Linked DNA regions of Sus scrofa: region 2 is linked to region 1. A link is a contact called in public HiChIP or PLAC-seq data. All regions are on one chromosome and are shown on one strand. Each heading gives the region's core, a stretch centred on a gene start, on an enhancer-like site or on the middle of the called end of the contact. The rest is flanking DNA. Distances are from core to core; before and after follow the strand shown.

Region 1 (6,431 bases), core at 698-3,197:
AACCCATTAGGTCCACGCTGGAGACAAATCTATGTGTTTTTCGGTGGGAACCTCTTCTGTAATCTTGGCTTATCACCCACCATCATGACCTCGAACACATCTGCAGGCCTTCGTGTCTGCATCATACGAAGATGGACTTGAACTACAGTAATTTCTAGTCAGAAACACTGGAGACCATTTCTTCTTCTTTTTTGTCTTTTTGCCTTTTCTAGGGCTACTCCCACAGCATATGAAGGTTCCCAGGCTAGGGTCTAATCGGAGCTGCAGCCGCCAGCCTACGCCACAGCCACAGCAACGCAGGATCCGAGCTGCGTCTGCAACCTACACCACAGCTCACGGCAACACTGGATCCTTAACCCACTGAGCAAGGCCAGGGATCCAACCTGCAACCTCATGGTTCCTAGTCGGATTCACTAACCACTGAGCCACGACGGGAACTCCATGGAGACCATTCTTGATTGGTGTTTTAGACTCCAAAGTGATGAATAAAAAAGGGAGGAAAACAGGGTAAATCTCCTTCTCCCTTGTGCTATTTCTGAGGTCTTGATCCAAAAATTAAAGGGAAGATGTTTGCTCAATAAACTGTCTAGCCAAGCAGCAACAGGAAAGAGAAAGGATATCAATTTGGAAATTCAAAGCTCCAACCATAGAGCTATGAATTAATCAACCAAAAACATTTTTTTTTTTTTTTTGGTCTTTTTTAAGGCCGCACCCATGGCATATGGAAGTTCCCAGACTAGGGGTCAAATCGGAGCTGTAGCTGCCAGCCTATGCCACAACCACAGCAACGCCAGATCCAAGCCATGTCTGTAAACTATACCACAGCTCATGGCAATGCCAGATCCTTAACCCACTGAGCAAAGCCAGGGATCGAACTTGCGTCCTCATGTCAACCACCATTTATTGATGTCTACTGAGAGCCTGAATATACAAAGGAACATTGGCCAGATCATATATAATAAAAATAGAGTTCTGACCTACACGCTGCAGTGAGCAGCCCAGAGAACCATCCATCATCTACAGTAACCAGCCCAGGAAGGCAGCCTACTCTAAATCAGGCTCACAGAAAGTCAGACTACTATCAGCAGCAACAATCCAGAAGTCAAATAATAACCCCTGTAACAACTGGCCCCAAATGGCCAGAACTCAATAACGGAGAGCTTTCCTAATTTTTGTCCCCACTTCCGTCTTCAGACAAACCAGAGAAAGTCAAATACACACTCCTCCCCCATCGCAGGGGACGCCTTGCTTCTAGCTGGCCTGCCTCCAGCTTCGCAGTGGCAATAGTGTCCAGTGGAGACACTCCTGAAGATGTCCCCTTTTCCACTATAAATCCTCCCCCTCTTCGGCCTGCCTCTGAGTCTCTGCCAGAACCTAAGTGACAGTGGCGGACGCCCTTGCTCAAGGAAGTTCTGAATAAATAACCTTTGCTCGTTCTCATTTGCTTGCACTTCATTTATCTCCACACTGCCAAATGCAAATAAATCCATGTGAGGCTCTTGGCAGGGAGGGGGAAATACAAGGAGGTGTACGACGTGGCCCTTCTGCTTCATAAACTTGAAGAAGGTTGGGCTTTGAGATAAAATGCCCCAAGAACGATGACCACAACTGAGCAAGCAATTCAGTCAGTCAGGACTCCTAAGTCTCAAATGCACGTCTAGACAATGAGCGTGGAAGTCTGGAGAAGAGGGATTACTCTGGCCTGGGAGACCCGACACGCACTGGATTCCAGCCCGCAGAAGGGAGGGATTCCGGGGAGCACGTCCCCTCGCCCACGCGGGTACTTCAACGGGACGTCTGTGGGAACAGGAAGGAGCCCTGGCAGGGACCTTGTTTGTTCCATGACTACACTGTCACTTAACGGGGGGTGATTTATGGGGAAGCCCCAAGTGAGTCAAGACCTTCCCTGAGTCACTCAGACTGCAGACGGGACAAGCTCGGCCAGCTGGTCTCTTAGTCAAGGTCACAGGGTCCCCTTCCAAATCTCGGCCCATCAAGAGCAGAGCTTTAACCCCACCCGGCAAGTGTGGACGGCCAAGCAGAGGAGCCTCTCTGAGGCTGGGGTTCTGGGGAACCCAGTCAATAGGGCCCCTCCTTCCTGCCCATGATCTGGATCAATGAGGAGGCGCAGGATACAACGGAGGTTAAAGCATCACCATTGCTCTCAAACTGACAAAGGCTTGGTTAGAGACTATGACTTCTGGTCTGCGGCTTGTTAGTACGTCCCACTGTCACCCAGCCAGTGCCAGGCAGCGGTGGAAGATAGGCGACTCTGCCACATGGGGAGCGGCCCCCAAAGCTTAAGGCCTGAAGGAGCAGAGGATGCTCACTTTCTCCAGCGGATTCCCACACGCACAGAGAGAGCGAGGGAGGAGGAAGGGAGCCGTGCGTCCTCAACGGACTCGCCGGGCACTGGGAATCATGGCTTTCGGGACCTGGGAAGGGTCACTGATAACTCAGCTCCACTTCCCAGAGGCAATGAGGCGGTCCCATAGTAAGAGAAGAGCAAGGCTGTTCTTGAAATACGGAATAAATACGGAGCAGCCTTCTGTCGCGACTCAGAACTTTTCCAGCACTAGAGAATCCAGCCAAGAGGGGACCCTGTGACAGAGAAATAGAAGAGGGGGTGGGGGCTTTCCTGGATCTATTAAGATTAAGAGCTGGGTGTTTCCCACATGAACTGGATACAGAGCCTGGGACCTAATCGCCCCCACTTGGGATTACGAACACAGATAATAGTGGAATCTGAGAGAGGTTCCCTTCTCCCCTCAGGGAACATCTACCTAAATCCTTCCTTAGGAATAAGGAATCAGAACACCCCTACCCCAAAGTCATTCTTCAGGGGATGATATGAATTTGAAAAGGCACCCAACCTTCCCCTCTGCAGTTTCCTGAAGAAGAATCGCATGGTCAGGTCAGCCCTTTGTCATGACTCCTTTGCAACTCCCACGATGACAAATTGGCCGTAGACCCAGTTTGGGAAGTGGTGGGAAAAACAGAAAGGAGAGTTGAAGGCGAGAAGAAAGAAGGGCTAGTCTTGCAAATACAAGACAAGAGGAAAAAATAGAGTGCAGCATTCTTCCAACTCCTGACTGGAATTTTCTGAGGTGCCCCTGAGGGGCCTCCCTGGGACCTTAAAGTCAGAGTTTGGTGTGTTGGCAGATACACAGAAGGGTCCATAGAAATGTAACTTCAAGTGGAAGGTGTGGAAGGACCCGAATTATTTCATTTTGTCAATGAGGGACTCCTTCATTTCCTGACCTGTTATTCTCTCTCTGTTCTGCTCCCCTTTCACATGCATTCATGCATCACAAACTAGGAGGCAGGTGCTGCAGCAGGTGCTGCAGACACAGGAGAAAGGAGGCACTCCCTGTTATCCGCGGGGAGGTGGGGGCAGGTAGGGGAGGCACTAGAACCATGTTCTGGAGCTCCCTGGTGGCTCAGTCGGCTAAGGACCCAGCACTGTCACTGCTGTGGCTCTGGTCACTGCTGTGGTGCGGGTTTGAACCCTGGCCTAGAAACTTGCACCTGCCACGGGTGCAGACAAAAAAAAAAAAAAGAGCCATACAATGGGAGACACAAACAAAGGGCATTCAAGGCCCTGGAGGACCAGGCTCTAATCTAATCTTGGGAGTGCAGGAAGGGGCCAAGGAGGGGGTCCCAAAGACAGACTGGTGTGGACACACCTTCCTGGAGAGGCCCCCTGGCAGGACTGGGCGGAGGAAGAAGTTTCAGGTGATGCAGTTGCCAAAGTGGCCTTGGCCAACCTCTCAGGGAGCCCTCAACTGGCCTTTCAGGGCAGTCACTAACTGAGGCCAGGCCTGGAGCTCCGACCACTCACTAGATGTGGGCTGTCCCAGGGGAGCGGCAAGACCTCAAGCTACGGACAACAGCAGGGGCGGGGATTTTCTGTGAGCCACCAGCAGGCAACTGCACGATGCTGGGGGCTGGACACCTTGGACCTGAAGGGGGACCCAGCGGGCAGGGCCTCCACCAGCACCCACCACAGGAGGCTTCCCCTGAGCGAGGAGGTCTGGGCCGCAGGGGGGAGCGTGCCAGCACCAGCTCGGAAAGAAAAGTGTCCCGGGCAGAAAGGACAGCAACATGCAAAGGCACGGGCCCTTCAGAAAGCACTGCACCTGTGGAAGAGGACCGCAAACTCAGCGGACCCCACGGCAGGTGGAAGCGGGGCCTAAGGAGAGGAGGAGAGAGAGCTGAGTCAGGAAATGGGCGGCCAGATCCTAAAGAGCCCCAGTGGCCCCGCTAAAGAGTCTGGATTTTGTCTTGGAAAGAAGGAAGAAGCCAGCGAAGAGTTTTCAGTATTGTTTATAAAGCTGTTTCGGATGTCTACTCAGGTAAAGATTGGACAATGAATTAAGAACAAAGGAGAAAATACAATACACCCAAATCCCGCCACCCAGAGATAACCATAATTATCATTTTTTGGTCTTCCTTGCAGGAGTTTTCTATTTATAGCTCTATGTATCTAGGCAGAGATAAAAAGGTTTTCAAAACATCAGACAGATTATACCACAGGTACAGATTTGCATCTTGCTCCTGTGATTTCTATCATAAGCACCTTCACATCATTGAATGGTTTTTCCAAACACGTGATTTAAATAACGACATAGAATTGGATTTAACTAATGCTTCCCTTATCATGGGACGGTTCCGTTTTGTCTAGATCTTTATCTAGAACTCTTACAATATCCCTAAGATAAATTTCCCCCACCAAAAAAGGAAATCATTGGGTTAAAAGATATGAACATGTTACGATTAGAACACCAAGGTAGAAGGTTTAAAAAGATAAAGCCGGATGCACAGAAATTGATGGTTTATTTCCTTTATGTTCTGTTAACCCATCTCTTTGTCTCCAGTGGAGGACAGGGAGCAAGAGGCAAGCGACTACGGGGCGTTGCAGTTAATGGAAGGTTCATCGTGTTGGTGAGAGGTTAGGATGAAGCCACAGGGATCACATCCACACTGTGACACCCCCACCCCCCAGGGTGCAGAGACCCCCGTGGGGCAGGGCCTCTGCGCCACAACTAAAACTTAATCTGTCCTGACCCTCAGCCAATTGGAGCATTCAGACTTCATGTTTTCCCTCCTGCTGGAAAAGATCCAAACGTCCAAAGCCTAGCACTGGATGACCTTTCAGCTTCCTTGTCCCACCGAAATTCTCTGATTGCAAACCTACAAACGTTCCTTCCTAGTGAGGTGCATGATTAGCGGTGTTTCCACGTGATGCCCCTGCTCCTAAGGCAGGGATGGAGAGAACCTCTGCGCTGTCTATTGCCATAACAGAAATTGTCCCAAATGCTCTCCAATTTATCTCTATTTGTGCTGCTGCCTGTAAACAACTTTCTCATGGGATATGGTTTGAATTACAGAAACGATCCATCCCTGCCCCGGGGTTGCAGACACTTCTTTGTGATGTTCATATCCTAATTGTAATCCAGCTGTTCTGCTCCGTGGACGGTCCCCGGAGCTTACAGCAGACAGAATTCTCGGGCAATGGGAGGTCAGATTCCGGAATGTGACCCGTTCTGTTAGGACCATCTGACAACCAGCTCTCTCTACACCGCTCTCCAAGCACGGGTATAGAACCACAGGGAGTCATCCCTCTAGGGTACTGGAGCAGCCCTCTGTCTGAGGTGGCCCTTGGGGTGGCAATAATTCATCTAGACCGCCCTCCGGCTTTGTTATTTTTTTTCCCTCTGGCATCTCAGGAGGCAGAATGCTCTACGTGAATGACGACCAAACTCAGAGCAAGACGTCTAGATTCCTGGCATTGCCCTGCCCCTAAGAATCCAAGTCATGGAGAAGAACCTGCCTCCCTCTACCCGTCTCTCGGAGTCGACGTGAGACAGAAAACAACTACAGACACTCGCCTTCGTGAACGCGGTACCGTCGGTTGCAAGACCCCCCCCCACTGCCAAGGATACCAAAATCTGAGGCTGTTCAAGCCCATTTTCTAAAATGGGGTCGTGCAGTCAACTCGCCACATCTGCAGGTTCCATATTCGTGAATACAGAGCGCTGACTGTATGCTGTTGCAGTGATTGCATTTCTATGAACGGAGCAAGAAATCATAAAGACCATAAGCGAAATGTACTCCTTCAAAAAACGTGTTGGCCCTGCAGGGATGACGGCAGGCACTTGGAGAACCAAGTAAAAGAGAAGACAGTCACTGCAGGCGAGGAGTTCAGGGAGTAGATGGAAACAGTCCTTCTAGCGATGAGAAGCCCCTGGAGGACTAATGCGTGGACAACACGATTTGGGAGCACAGTGGAGGAGGCGGCGAACCCTGCTCCAGGAGGTCAGCAAAATCAACAGGTGATGTTTGAGCAAAGCCTGGAAGCTGAAAAAGACAACGTCCAGGCCGATAAATCTTCACCACAAAATCCTCAGGAAGCGAAAGGACACAGCACA
Region 2 (6,621 bases), core at 3,342-5,841, 580 kb after region 1:
AGGGAGTGAAGAACTCCTTGGGGATTATCTGTCTTGTCTGTATCTGTCTGTCTGTCTGTATTCGTCTACTTTCTAGGTTGTAAACGAACAAAATCTTGTGTTGCCCTTGAATCTTGGGGGCTCTTGGGAGGGTTTGCTGGGGCTCTTTTGGGATTCCGTTTTCTTGGCTGGAGTAGGAAAGCTCCATAGCTGATTTGAGAGCAGACAAAGGGGAGCCCTTGCCTGTCAGGGGCCATTCTCCTGAGGGAAAGGGATAATTATTTTCCATAAGCCGAGGTATTAAACCAAGCTCATTTGTGCTTCGATGACCAGGAGTGTGGCAGTGACATCATGCCTCACGACTGTTGTTTGTTCTCAGCCACCTCCACGTTTTGAGGTGGAGGGGCGTCCATGAGGCAGCCTGGGCTCAGGTTAGCAGTTGCTTCTGCTGCTCACTGCCTTCCCTGGAACCCTGTGATCGATCCAAAAGCTCAGCTGCTGACCCAAGTATGTACAATTGGGTTTAAACTACATATTCATGTTGACCCCGTGAAGCTGGCCTGAGCCAGATTTTTCCTCTGGCATCCACATGCAAAGAGCAAATAATCCAATTTTTCTTTCAAAATTTGAGTGAAAAAAGGGCTTTCTTTTTGACTAGTAATGGCAGCAAACTAGGCATTCTGAATACCTCAGAGAGGCTCCTACCTCAACCAAGGGGCTGCTTTTTCATAATCTCTTGAAACTCAAATGCAGCGAGCACCCCCATCCCCCAGCACACACATGCAGGCGCTCACTCTGCTGCTGAAAATGAAAGCTCTCTTTGGATGCTTGACTGTTTAATATGTAATGTGATACCTTGTCTCACAGTGACAGGGTGACAGACGGGCATTGGCTCTATAATACAGAATTACCTTTTGTGCATCTTTGCTGCAACAAAGCCAAATACATTGACTCTCCCTAATATGCTAATGCGTTTGGTGTGCTCCAGATGTTTTGGAAGCTCGGGAACAGCTTCAAAGGTCTCCTTGTTTTTCTTTCCCTTTAACCCTTCTTTAGGCATTGCTTTTGTGAAATAGAGGCATTAGATTTTCCTTTGGTTTTGTCTTCCATCGTGTGCATATAGCTCACGGGAGGCCTGGCGAAACTTCTTTGTGTCTCTAAAACATCATAAAATTATAAACACTGCCCACTCTAGTCCCTCTTTTCAGATGTTAGGAAATAATTTCCTTCTCTGTATATACATCTGTGTCCTGAAACCTGAAATCAATTGCTTAGCTGAAGGAATCTCTGGCCTCATTTGTGTTTCAGATTCCCCAGCCCCTTTATGTGGCGGGAGGGAGAAGTTCATGCACTCCCGTCTCCAGCCTCTGAGCAGGAATTCTTCTTCCTCTTGCTGCTGCTGTTCCAGGCTTAGAAAGAACCAGTTCGGGTGTATTGCCTTTGGGAAATGGGATGAAAAGCTCCTGCCTTTGGTTTCGTTGGGTTCTCAGCTTGCGAGCAGGGGCACTGCCCTTGTGGTGGCCTGTGACACGCTGCTCCTGTCAGCTGATGGTGCTGTGCCCAGGCTGCCTTTACCGCAGTGATTTGGAATTTTCAGCTCCTATTTATTGCTTTTGTGAAAGACAATAGACATGGTTTAATTTAAGTTCAGCCTGCTGAATATTAATAGAGGGGCCCGACCGCCTCGGTCAGAGACGTCTTTGGGCCATTCCGCCTCCTCTCTCACCTCCTCCTCTCCCTGACAAAGGTTTGTGTTGCTTGGGGGAGGGGTTTGGAAAAAGAAAGCCAGTTTGTGTGTTTGAAGGAGGGGATGCCATTTCATTATTTCTTGTTGACTAAAAATAATTTTGAAAATAGGTGGCAGGGCTTTGTTTGATTGGGGAAAAGGCAGCACGCGTTGGCTTGTCTGATGTCTCAGCGATGGCTCTTCTGCCCTGTGGCGATGTGTTCCGTCTTGCTGACCTGGCTTTTCTGGACCGGGCAGGCGATGCGAGTTGGATGAAAATATTCCGAATGAAAGGGGTTAGGCGGTACTCCGGGGGTGTGAACAAGGGGCGGGGTGGGGGGGAGTGTGCAAAGATGTAAAAGCCCAGGTTTATCCAACCATGGGGACTGTCTAACTGGAAATAAACGGGCGTTTTCTCTGGGCCGATGTCCAGGGTGGGCGGACTCTAATTGAAAACGTCAATCATGGGGCAGAACACGTTGGTCCCGCCCCCCTAGAAAGGCTTGGGAAAGCTGAGGTCCTTCAGTCTGCAGAACAGGCCCCCAGCCCCCTCTGTGGGGGCCCCGTTTTCCTGATCTGGAAAGTGAAGACAACCCGTGTCTCTCCCAGTTCAGGCAACCAGACATTGCTGATCCTTGGAATGCGTGCGACTTCGGTGTCCTGTGAAGACAACGGGTCTGATGAAGGCCTGGGACAGTGGACTCACCCTGAGTCCTTCACTGGAGCTCAGTCAGGCCTTAGTCTTTCAGAGCATTCATACTCATCCATTTCGCCTGACGCCTGTCAATTAAAATTCCCCCTTTTCATGTAGAACTTCATCATCCAGTTTCCCTGACTTTGTGCTTGGGTAGTTGATGTTTTCTTCTTTTTGTCTTTTTTTGGGAAGAGAGACATATCCTTGTTTTGCACTGATACCTCTTAGATGGGAATGCTTTTTCCCTCCATCATGTGTTACTTTTTAACTAGGTTTGTCATTGGCAGACTCTGGTTGCTTTGTGATCAGTTTTGTAAGCAGTTGGTTCCCTTCACAGAAGGAATGAGACAGGCTGGAATAAGGCCCCGCAGAACCTTGGGTTTGGGAGCCTTACTGCGGCTGGTGTTACACGGCAGATTGTGCAGACGTAATTGCCAGAGCTGTATGGTGTCTCAGGGCAACTAGGTTTCCTACTGGCTTGAACCTTGCTTCTCCCCCCCCATAATTGTGGATCTCCGTGTGGTCCCCAGAGCAGCCAAAGCAGCATCTGCATCGTCTGGAGCTTTGTTAAAAGAGGGACACACTGGGAGTGAGGCCCAGAGGCCCGGGTGCCCACCTGGTGATTGTGGTTCATGCTCGGGGTTGAGAGTCCCCCTGCTTTACAGCCTACCGAGGTTCTCTTGGAAGGATAAGAATGGAGCTGTCATTGACTAGCTTAACGTCCCTCTGCTAAATCATTGCTTTGCTCACTCTCTCGCGCAGTCATTAGCTGCTTCTCCCTCAGCAGATGGTCAGGATCTTGTAGCTAAGGGTTCAGCAGGCCCTTCTTCCCCGAATTCCTCTAGCTGCGCCTCGTCCTTCCTTGTTTCCTTCCCGATCCAAATACAGCGTCCACACAACCGACTCTTCTTCCCCCCTTCTTTCTGCATTGCCCCCAGCACCACGACGGTTTTGGTGGTGTTGGGTGTATTGCAGACACCAGCTTTGCTCTCCAGGTTTTGCTATTGCAGGTTTGCTCCAGGGATTTGTAATCACTGTCCTGCCCTGACACTTGCTCTTCAAGCACAGAGTTCCTTCTTCGTCTATACTGCTGACTGACACACCCAGGTGTATCTCCATCACTCCTAGAATGTAGGTTTTGTTGGATTATGTCTGGATCTCCAGTGCCTGGGCACCTGGTAGGTGTTAAGAAAATGAAGTTATATTTTCCTTGCTTCTTTCCTGCTTTATTCTCCTTGAAGTACTTAGGTGCTATTGAAAAATTTGAAATCAACCAAGAGTACATTTCTATTTTAGAGAGAAATCCCCCTTCAAAATTAATTTTATGTATGGTTCCGTAACTAGAATTTCTATATTTTGAATTTACCATCCTTTTCAAGTGTGCTGATTCACCCATCAGGTCCTCTTTTTACTCTGTGACTTAGATTATGTTTCTAATCTTTGGTTAATATGTTATGTTCTGTATCATCCTGCTCTTGGGGTGGACCACTGTGCTCCCCCCACCGCCAACTCCCCCTTTACAACAGTGCTCTAATCGAGGGCTTATCGGTACTTTATGGAGTTCCTCCTGTGGCTCAACTGGATTGGCAATGTCTCTGCACAGCTAGGACGCGGGTTTGATTCCCCAGCTCCGCACAGTGGGTTAAAGGATATCTGGCATTGCTGCAGCTGTGGTGTAGGTCGCAACTGTGTCTCGGATCTGATCTCTAGCCTAGGAACTATGTATGCTGTGGGGCAGCCAGAAGAAAGAGGAAGAGACTTTATTTCAACCACATATGTTGCGACCCTTTTCTAGAGCTGCATTAAAAAAAAAAATCTAAAACAAGTGGATAAGCTAATTTAAATGTATTTGACTCAACCTAATGATGTATTTAAAACGTCTCAGGAATTACTATAAAATTATTAAAAAATGTTAGAGTCAGTTTTCAGTAATGTTAAGTAAAAATAATTGATTTTCTTAGCCACGCTGGCCATATTTCACATGCCCAATAGCTTCATGTGACTGGTGGCCGCCGTAATGGATAGTAGCACTGCTCTCATCTTTGAAATGTTGGCCACACTTCAACCCTTAGATGCAAAGATTTCCCTACAATTACGTCTCCTGTTTCCCTCTCAGTGCACACTCCCTGCATTTTCTCTTTTCTTTGGGAAGTTGTCTGTGTTTTCATTTACATATTGTAGTCATGACTCCCAAAGCCACAAGTCTTAAGTGACAGCCATGGGGTTTTATTTACTTCATTGTATTAGGTTTCCAACCTTCGTTATTACTCATCCTCTAAAATGATGTAAAAATAGATAACTGGGGAAGTGCATGCATAAACAGGTTAAGTCCCGGGGTTTGGCTGCATTTTGTGGCATGTTCTTTCAGAAAATCTTCCCCAGTATGTAAAAGACTTTGTTTTGTATAGTGTTTGTTCTGTTAGTGTGCAACTAACAGAAGCCACTTGTGAATGGCTTCAGCCAAAGAGGGATTTAGTATAGGGACAGAAGTGCAAACAGCCTTGCCAGAAGGGTTGGGAGACAGAAAGCAGGGGATCACCCTGCCCTTTAGGCTTCACAGTGAAAATGCAGACACTGTGCTAGCATTTCTACTGATGCCCAGAGGTGCTGAGTAGACAGTGGAACGAGGGGCCGGTTGCTGTGGACACTTGTGCTGGTGCACGCCTCTCATTGATAGACCCTAAATCATGTTTGGATCCCTAGATGCAAGGACACCTGAGTGCTGGAGGACCGAGCTTTATTTCAGCTGTCACTCATTGGTGTGGCCTGACTGCTAAGCTATTTCCGTGTCACTTGGCATAGCCCTTTCTCTGCTTGGGGTACTGGGAGCACATTCTGGGGCCCTGAGATTCCCTCTTCTGCCTGGTGCCGTGTCTTCAGTCCTGGAACATCCTCACTCTTTGAGACGATCGGGTTCAAATACGGGCCTCTGTGATCTAATAGATGGCTATGAAAAGAAAGTTGTAGTCAGATGTCTAGTTAAGAACTGACAGAATGCGAACATAGTAACGAGCCTTTTTCTTGGGTGGCAGGTACCTGTTCCTGAAAGCAGTTCTGAGAAGGGTTTCAGTGTTTCTCAAGTACATATTTAGCCCCGGAAGCATAACTAGTTTGAATGGCTAATCCATGAGGTACACTTCTTCCTTCCTAACCCAGCCTTGAAAGATGTGTTGTGCTTCCGAAAGAACCCTATAGTGTATTTTTGCAATTACAAATTTCTGCTTGAATTTCTCACTGTTGAAGTTACTTTTTTGGGAGGCATTTATTTCACCCTGGTGCAAGGTCCAAAGTAGGGTGCAGCGCGGCTTACTCTTCTCCATTCTCAAGGGACACGCACCTTCTAATTCTCTTCTCTCCAGACTCTTGTGTGCCCTCATCAGCCACTGTGTAGGGTTAACTGTCATAAAGTGCTGCTTCCTGATGTCATGTGTTTAAGTGTTTGTCCCCTTTTTTCACCTGTAGGGCTCCTTGGTAATGGCCAGTCTAAGGGATTAGGACCAGCATCAGAACAGTCAGAGAATGAGAAGGACGATGCATCCCAAGTGTCCTCGACTAGCAACGATGTTAGTTCTTCAGATTTTGAAGAAGGGCCGTCGAGGAAAAGGTTAGTACCCAAGGCTGAAAATACTGGTGCCTTAAACCAGGGACTTCAAACTAGGTGCTAGTTTGGGCCATGTGGGAACAAACTTGGACCCACTCACCCAATCTCCTGTTTTTTTTTTTTTTTTCCAAAGAGGAGCCAGAATTCTGGATTTTTATATTAGACATCCTGGTTTCTAAATATTACCCACTAATTAAAGATGAATAAACCAAAAAAAAAAAAAGAAATAAAAAAATAAAAACCCACAACTTATGAGCCAAACAATATATTCCTGCTATAAAAATTGGCCAAAGGGGTGCCAACTTGTAATTCCTATCTTCACTGTTCATTTTAATTGATTCTCATCAGTTCTATTCTTGAATGTATTAGATTGTACCTCGCCATTTCTAAAGAGATATTTCTAAAAATTTGAAGATTTTAATAAATGTGGTCTTTCTGGGAAAAAAAAAGAATTTCCCCTTGTCTCAAAGCAAAATCCACTTGGTATTTAACCAAGTTAGTAGGTGTGGAATCAGTCCTTAAAACCTTTAATTTCCCAGCAAGGTTTTTTTTTTTGTTTGTTTTGTTTTGTTTTAAATGATTTTCCTAAATAAGTGTAAGTTAGTTTCATCAGGTCGGCTA

What was found. HiChIP or PLAC-seq counts read pairs in DNA pulled down with a chosen protein or histone mark.
Region 2: a contact with region 1 is called in an H3K27ac HiChIP or PLAC-seq map of alveolar macrophages. The contact joins two enhancer-like sites. A contact is called at or near these places in 1 of 47 Hi-C or Micro-C datasets (subcutaneous adipose tissue) and 1 of 2 datasets of contacts at active chromatin or transcription factors (alveolar macrophages).

The regions. Positions count from the first base shown.
Region 1 is chr7:10,929,519-10,935,949 of Sscrofa11.1, forward strand. All of the region lies in intron 2 of LOC110261780 (a long non-coding RNA gene), which reads right to left. LOC102163473 (a long non-coding RNA gene) reads left to right here. Exons shown (of 2, transcript XR_002346316.1): 2 at 1-1,439. Among named protein-coding and RNA genes, the nearest start is that of MIR9807, 170 kb to the left of the region's middle. Within about 2 kb of position 1,948, at least 12 of the 83 cell types and tissues checked have an H3K27ac peak or open chromatin away from gene starts, as enhancers often do. A contact at or near this core is called in alveolar macrophages, where this site is marked.
Region 2 is chr7:11,505,015-11,511,635 of Sscrofa11.1, forward strand. It overlaps JARID2 (protein Jumonji), which reads left to right. Exons shown (of 19, transcript XM_021100205.1): 4 at 5,862-6,003. Among named protein-coding and RNA genes, the nearest start is that of JARID2, 150 kb to the left of the region's middle. Within about 2 kb of position 4,592, at least 3 of the 83 cell types and tissues checked have an H3K27ac peak or open chromatin away from gene starts, as enhancers often do. A contact at or near this core is called in alveolar macrophages, where this site is marked.